Linked DNA regions of Drosophila melanogaster: region 1 is linked to region 2. Evidence: chromatin contacts called from public Hi-C data. All regions are on one chromosome and are shown on one strand. The core of a region is the stretch at or near the end of the contact, and the rest is flanking DNA. Distances in the headings are between cores, read along the strand shown. Region 1 holds the start of lncRNA:CR46127 (long non-coding RNA:CR46127). Region 2 holds the start of lncRNA:CR44332 (long non-coding RNA:CR44332).

Region 1 (3,400 bases), core at 543-3,042, 260 kb after region 2:
CAACACAAGTCCGGAAAATGGAAAAAAAAGAAGGAAAATCTCTCATGCGACATGTGCTTCGCCCACTGCCAGCCGCTCAAATGTTAAACCAGTCAGTCAGTTTTTTGTGTACACGTCAGCACAATTCAGAACAGTTTTCCAGTACAATTTCATATAAACGGAAAACAAGTTTCATTTTACAGAAGAGTATTTTTCATTTTTGATTTCACACCAACCACCTCCGAACACTTGACCTCAAGTAATTAGAAAACTTTTCACCCGGCTGCAGCTCCTCCACCAAATCCATGGAGATGAACATCGGTTTTCAACAATCGCCAAAAAGACAAAACAAAAAAGTTCCTTCTCCCTGGGCTCCTGGGCCGCAGTGGGTTGAGTTTTCCTCTGGTTTCCCCATTTTCAGTTCTGGCCATTGAGCCGAGTGTTGTGGGAAGACAGCGGCAGAGAAGTGCAAATTGCCCTCGTTAGATGCAATAAGAAGGGTTTTCCGCAGAAGAAGGAAATAAAAGTTCAAAGTTCTCAATTATTATAATACCCTTCAAGGGTAGGGAAACCAATACCCTTGATATCAAAGCTTAACAGGATTCACAAGGAATATTAAGGTTTCCTTCATTTATCTCACAATCTGCGTTGATGAGCGTAACAAATCATATTTTATAAATAATATAATAGTTGTTAAAAATGCATACGTCTAAGCTCTGAGTCCTTAAATAATTATTTGCAAGTATAATTGTTGGCACATCCTGCATTCTACAAAACATATAAGTTCTAATCCACAGTCAGCTCGCAGAAAATGTGTCAAGACAAACTTAGAAACACGGCAAAGAGTGGAAACTATGTTGTGCATGGAAGTGGCCAACTCCTGGCAGTTTTCTGCATCCAGAAGATAGCCGAGCAACAAAGGCAGCCGCCTCGCGTTCTACACAATCCAGCGGAAGACATTGCGGATGGTTATAGATGGAGGAAACAATAGTCCGGATATAGCTGCGAGTGTCAGTGGGAGATAACTCGGCATAAGTTAAGTGAACGTACACAGAGAACAATTTTATATTTAATTCACTCCACAAAAAACTCTCAAGCTGTAACAAAAAGATTTCCTATATGCATAAGTTGTAACTTAATTGTTAGAGACTCCTACTACCATCGTTTTCACAGTTTTAATCACATGTAATCCGTTCTTGAAAAAAATTGCTTTTCAATATGGTATTTCCGCCTTATTCGTTTGATATCTCTTTCAGTGTACGTCGGGGCGACGCCCAGTTGACTGCAAGGATTTGCCGAATCGCACTGGATCGATCCGAGGAGTGACTAAGAATTAAGCATGGCAGTAACCATATGCAAGCTGAATCGATAAGCGTGTGGCATGCAACCGACGTCCGATTGGCGACACTTAGCCGGCACTTGTTGTTGCCGCCGGGCAGGAAGATGGGTGCATGGGTAGCTCGCTGGGTGGCAAGTGGGTGGTAAGTAGGCGTGGGAATGGGCGGTGAAGGTGCCGCCATAAAAGTTTGACTACTCTGCGCTGATGTAATACCGCAAGACAATTTGCTTCGAACGTCATATGGCTGAACAAGCAGCGGGAAGCAACAACAAAAAACCCAAGCAAAAGCCGGCTAAAAGGCGCTCTCCTCGCTCCCTCTTACTTTCTCTCAGCGCCCGCTTTCTTCGAATCCCTATCTCTCTCCTCCCATTTCTCTCTCAGCTGCACATGCGCGAGGTCGTGGAATGACGGCATGTTGTACCCTTCAATTTGTGCGCAATGTGACAGTTTTTCCAAAGTATACAAGAATAGTAGTTAACGCTTTAATATTTTGAAAATATTTTCAATGGACTTCAGGTTTATTTCTTACATACTAGAACCTAATCGTTCACTTTTTAATTGATTTGATTTATCCATTTATATAACAAGAGTGTTTCCACTGAAAACCAAGTGTCGGAAACGCATCTCCTACAATCCACAATCTTATATGTATATTTTCACGGCAAAATGATGAATCAGCTGTTTTGCACAGCGACTGGAATTCGACGCTGGAAGGCTAGAGAGCCAGTTCTTCTTCGGTCTTCCGTCTCCGACGGAGTAGGTGCCCGTGTCCGCGTCCGGGTCCGAACCGGAATTAAAATCCGGGTGCTATAAGGCACCCCGGCCGGCCACAGCTGTGGGCCCAAACAAGCCACAAGCCATATGCTATTGATTTTCTGTGCCTTTTCTGCCTTGTTACCCATTTTTCTTTCCTTTTGACTTGGTGCCGTGTTTCTCTTTGTATTTCATTTTATTTTTTGTGGGCTGTTACTTTACGGTGACGCGATTGGTGTCGGGCGTAATGCAAGTTAATTTATTCGCTGCCAGCGAATTTTAGTTATTTACTTTGGGACTCCATATATATTCGCTCTACATTGTCTGAAATAAGCTGAGAAATATTGCATGTCTCTGGACAAACGAGTTGTGACGACACTCCAAGGATTGCGGACGTAAGGTGATATTGATCAACATTATGAAAGCTGGTAAAAAAAAATGTGGCCAAGGGAAAATCAGTTAGGTGAAAGAGTTCAAGGAATTCCCGCATGACATTAATTGAACCGAAATCTAGTCGAGTCAAACTAGAAATAATTAAACAGGACTTTAATTTTGTGTTTATGATTGGACAATTAAGAAAATAAATAATCAGTTAATATTTGAATTGTAATTGAAGGTAAATCCCAATTTCCCAAAAATACCATACCCTTGCGTAATTAATTAAAATTTGAATTGCAATTTTGGGAGTTATTCACCTCATATTTCACCATAAATTTCTGATTCGGTCCCCTGAGTCTGATTTAACCCTCCAATTTAATTCCGAATATGGAATGTTAAAGTCCCCACACATTAAAAATTCACCCTAATCCCGCAATTCTTCAAAACAAGTCATAATTCAAGCCAAGTCACCCCATTTTCGACTGCAGCCCTTTCACTTGTCGCCCGCAAGTATGCAATAAAAATCTATTATGTGTCCTGCACTCACACTCAATAACCAAAGAACTTTTATCCGTAAAAAAATATAACTTAACTGCTTTTGGTATATTATTATGGTTTTTTTTACCGACAACAATTAGCAAATCAACTTTAATTATATAGACGCTTAACATTTCTTTTGCAGTTAGGGATATTATTTTACAACATTTTGCAGGGTGGAGAGGGGTCTTTTTTCCGGGGGCATTGTACGTTACTCACCTTGTCTACCGGCATTGATGGGCACGCTCTGCACAGATTCCAGAATGAGCCAATCATAGGGAAATGCTTTTGCTGTTTGCCAACCAAAGTGCCAAAAATACAAATTAAACACGCGCGCGTAGGGGTTTCTCTTCTTTCGATCAGCGGCGATTGACGTTGCTTATGTTTAACAACTTTTCATGGGTCACACACACG
Region 2 (3,387 bases), core at 550-3,049:
TGTACGCCGTGGATTTGTATTGTTTTCTGATAGCTGTCTAAGGTTTTAACAGGGTGCGTGTGGCAGGGACTCGAAATAATTCATGCTGTGATGGGGGATTTAGCTTGGGTTGAGCAGGAAGTCGTGAGTAAGAATTCAGTATGATTCGCTGCACTAAAAACAAATCTGCTAAGTAATTAGAAAATTAAAATACTCAAACCATTTCAATAGTTATTTGCAAACTTTTGATTACCAATTATATATTATGTCGTATTATGTAATTCTTAATTAAATGATTTTTTTAGACTTATTTTTTTGTTTCGGTGCATGAGGCTGATTGCTGCTGATGCAAAAGACAAATGAAAGAAAAGAAATATGGAATCGGTTATTACTCATCTATCTCGAGGAGATTTTCGGTAAGTGCTTAAAATTTTGTCTGGATTTTCTTCAAGCCCGAAAGAAATAGCATTACATTCGAGATTTCAGTACACTTTGCTCGTAGCTCGTAGAGATTTCATGATTTTTTAATGTTCACCTTTTTAGTACAATATTTCTGTGTGCCGTTCGAGGGTCAAGCAGGCGAATTGACTTGACTTTTATGGCGATCGCAAAAGGGACTTTAATGTGTTTTATGCTCCTTGCCCAAATGCGAAAGCAAACTTCTGCTGTCCTTCACATAAATCGCCTTGAAACACAGCCGGAAAGTCCGATGGAATCATGCGTGAGCGCACATCAAATGAGCAACAAACGATATTTTCTACTTTCGGAATTTATGCCAGGACTTCACGGCATGTGTGTGGCAGGGAATAGAGCAGGCCTTGGGCATTGGCTTCTCGCATCCAAATCAAGTTGTCAAGTCGGAAACACTAGGACTGTATGGCAGGCACGCAGTCAAATGAGCTGGCATAAATCCTCGCCGCTGGCCAAATATTGATCGACCGACGTGCTTGAGGTACATACCCTCTCCCAGCCTTTCAGAAAGTCAGCTCGCAGCGTTAGTTTGTCGCCCTCGCCTCTGCTGACAATCTGTCAGGTGCCACTTAACATAAAGGTGGGGTAAGCCGAATAGAGGCGAATGCGGATGCGGGTGCGGATGGTGTTTACCTTTGCCTTTCAGCATGCACGCAAATCCTCCGAAGCAATCAATTTGTTTTTATTGAATTTCATTTTGAGTACGCATGACGCAGCTGACAAGTGCACAGGAAACGGTTTTGGAACCGACTGATAATAATAAAATTGATTTTTAAAAAGGGTTTGACCAGATCTGTCTGTTAAAATAATGTCTGTTAAAATAATCATAAAGCTCCCTTAGAATTATTTACAAATGTTTATTTTTGAATAAAAAATATTTTTATATGGTTTCTTAGAAAAAAAAAATGGGAATCCTTCCATTTCCTATTTTTTTTTTTTTTGTGTACAGCAGCTTAAGACTTACTACCACCTGCATCGTATCCTGCCGGGCTACGTGGCGTATGAGTGACGTATGGCCAAGCATTTGTTATGGCTCAGCCATCGTCTAAGTGTGAGTGAGTGTGTCTCTGTGTGGGTGCCAGTAAGTGTCCGTTAGTTTGCTCTTCCTGCCATCCATGTAACATTTTTTATTGCTCGCTTCCTGCTGGTCAGGGCAATCTCGTGTGTCTGTCCGTGTGAGCTGGCTGTCAAAATTTATACTTCTCAAATTTCCAGCACAAAAGTAACGTTGAGTACACATAGGTCGCCGTCTGGCTTCAAGAGTCCTGGGATAGCTGTTTACGTGAAAGGACTGTTCCGTATAACAACACATTTAACGGGGACCGACTGAAAGTCATATCTATATACTATAAATGAAACCACAATGATAATAATAATGAAATGTAGTACAAAATATTAATTCACAAGGCGGGTGGCTAAAGTCTTAAAATGTTCTCATTCCAAGTAAGAAACACTGCTTTAAATATTCCTGTACGTATAGACAAACCAAGTTGCAAATACTGGGTGTTTCCAAATCGAAATCCTAAAACAAATCCATTCCTCATGTTCTACGCCTGCTTTTGGGTAGCCCATTGTTCGCCGTGTTTGTTTTTCGTTGCTCCTGCTCTCTTGGCCCATTTTTCAAATTGATGTCTATCGCTTTGGCTCCTTTTCAAAGTTTTTGGCATTTTACATGTGCTAACCAACAAAGCCCCGCCCGGGGATCGAAGGGGATTTTAGGGGAGAATTGTTTCTGTGGACTACTGAGTGGTGGATGTGGCTCGAGTGCTGGCTTTGCCGTTGATTGTTATCTGGTGGCCATCCCAGAAAGAGCAAGCCGTACAAGTGGCACGAATCAAAACCATATTGATAGTGGTCTGTTTCTCTTTGAATTGTTTATTTAAAAAAAAAATAAAAACGGGTGCTCGCTACGCTTTCTCCCGCGTTCTTTGAGTAATGCGATCTAGAAATAAACAATTTTGTATCACGCAATGCAGCTCTCATTTATAATCAGTGTCATTCAACGGAAACTCGATTATTATTGATTGCTTGCCATTTAGCCGAAATTCAATTTATGAATTCAATTTCGCTTGGCTATCAATTGTCCAAATCCAACCCTGACCTGGCCAACTAAATCAAGCTTGTGTGCAAATTGGCGTTAAATATTATTTTAAGTGGGACACATTTGGGCTTGAAGTGATAACACATTCTTTGCTCTCAAAGTACCATGAGAAATGTTAATGCAAGCCCTTATGATGCGTTTCGATTGAAATCTCATTTTCTAGTCAGCTATTTACCAACTGTGTTGGCTAGACATTAAAAATGTCATTATAAAATAATATTATTAGAGCGGTAAAAGATTGTTTTAATTTCTTAGTAAAATAAACTAAAGAACTAAAGTGGTTTTAAAGACATTGATTTTTTTACTTTCACGCAGGGAAGATACACACCAACTTTTATGAAATCTAGCAACCGCCAGAGCAAAAATTCGAAAAGGAGCATAATTCTGAGGGTGGGCGTGTGCGAACTTAAAATATATTGTTGTTGAGGGTCGCGTACAATTTGTTTTTAGGCGTTTCCTTTAGTCCGTCCTCCCTTCGTCCTGCTGCCCATGCTTGCAATTATTATAAAATGGCGCACAGCATCAAGGACAATGGCGGCAGAAGGAAGAAATGTGGCGCGCTCCTTGGAGACTCATTTTCAAGTACTGGGTCGCTCAAGTGGGTCAGCCCAAGTGGTTTAGGAAAGTGGAGGATGTGGGCCGGCAGTTCAAGGATTTTATTGTTGCCAGCATGTAATTGAATGCAATGAAATTACGCAGCCTCCTACCGGGACTCTCAGTTTTCTTACTGTGCTACTATTTGTATGCAGAATTTAATTGCATTTGTTGTCTCCGTGCCGCTTGAATTTCAGTTTGCTGGCATTTTCCGAGCTTGCAACTCAATTGGTTAAATTTAT

The links. Hi-C and Micro-C count contacts between places; a contact is called where the count stands out from the background.
Region 1: a Hi-C map of the Kc167 cell line shows a contact between it and region 2, with 2.1 times the contacts expected there. A contact is called at or near these places in 8 of 107 Hi-C or Micro-C datasets (the Kc167 cell line, the Ras3 cell line, the S2 cell line and 2 more).

Annotation. Positions count from the first base shown.
Region 1 is chr3R:7,882,649-7,886,048 of dm6, forward strand. It overlaps lncRNA:CR46127 (long non-coding RNA:CR46127), which reads right to left and starts at 1,793. Exons shown (of 1, transcript NR_133360.1): 1 at 1,045-1,793. It overlaps CG17816, which reads right to left. Exons shown (of 16, transcript NM_001104235.2): 2 at 3,206-3,400. The coding sequence starts at 3,262.
Region 2 is chr3R:7,625,491-7,628,877 of dm6, forward strand. lncRNA:CR44332 (long non-coding RNA:CR44332) reads right to left here and starts at 1,800. Exons shown (of 1, transcript NR_125101.1): 1 at 1,392-1,800. All of the region lies in intron 1 of Nlg3 (Neuroligin 3), which reads right to left.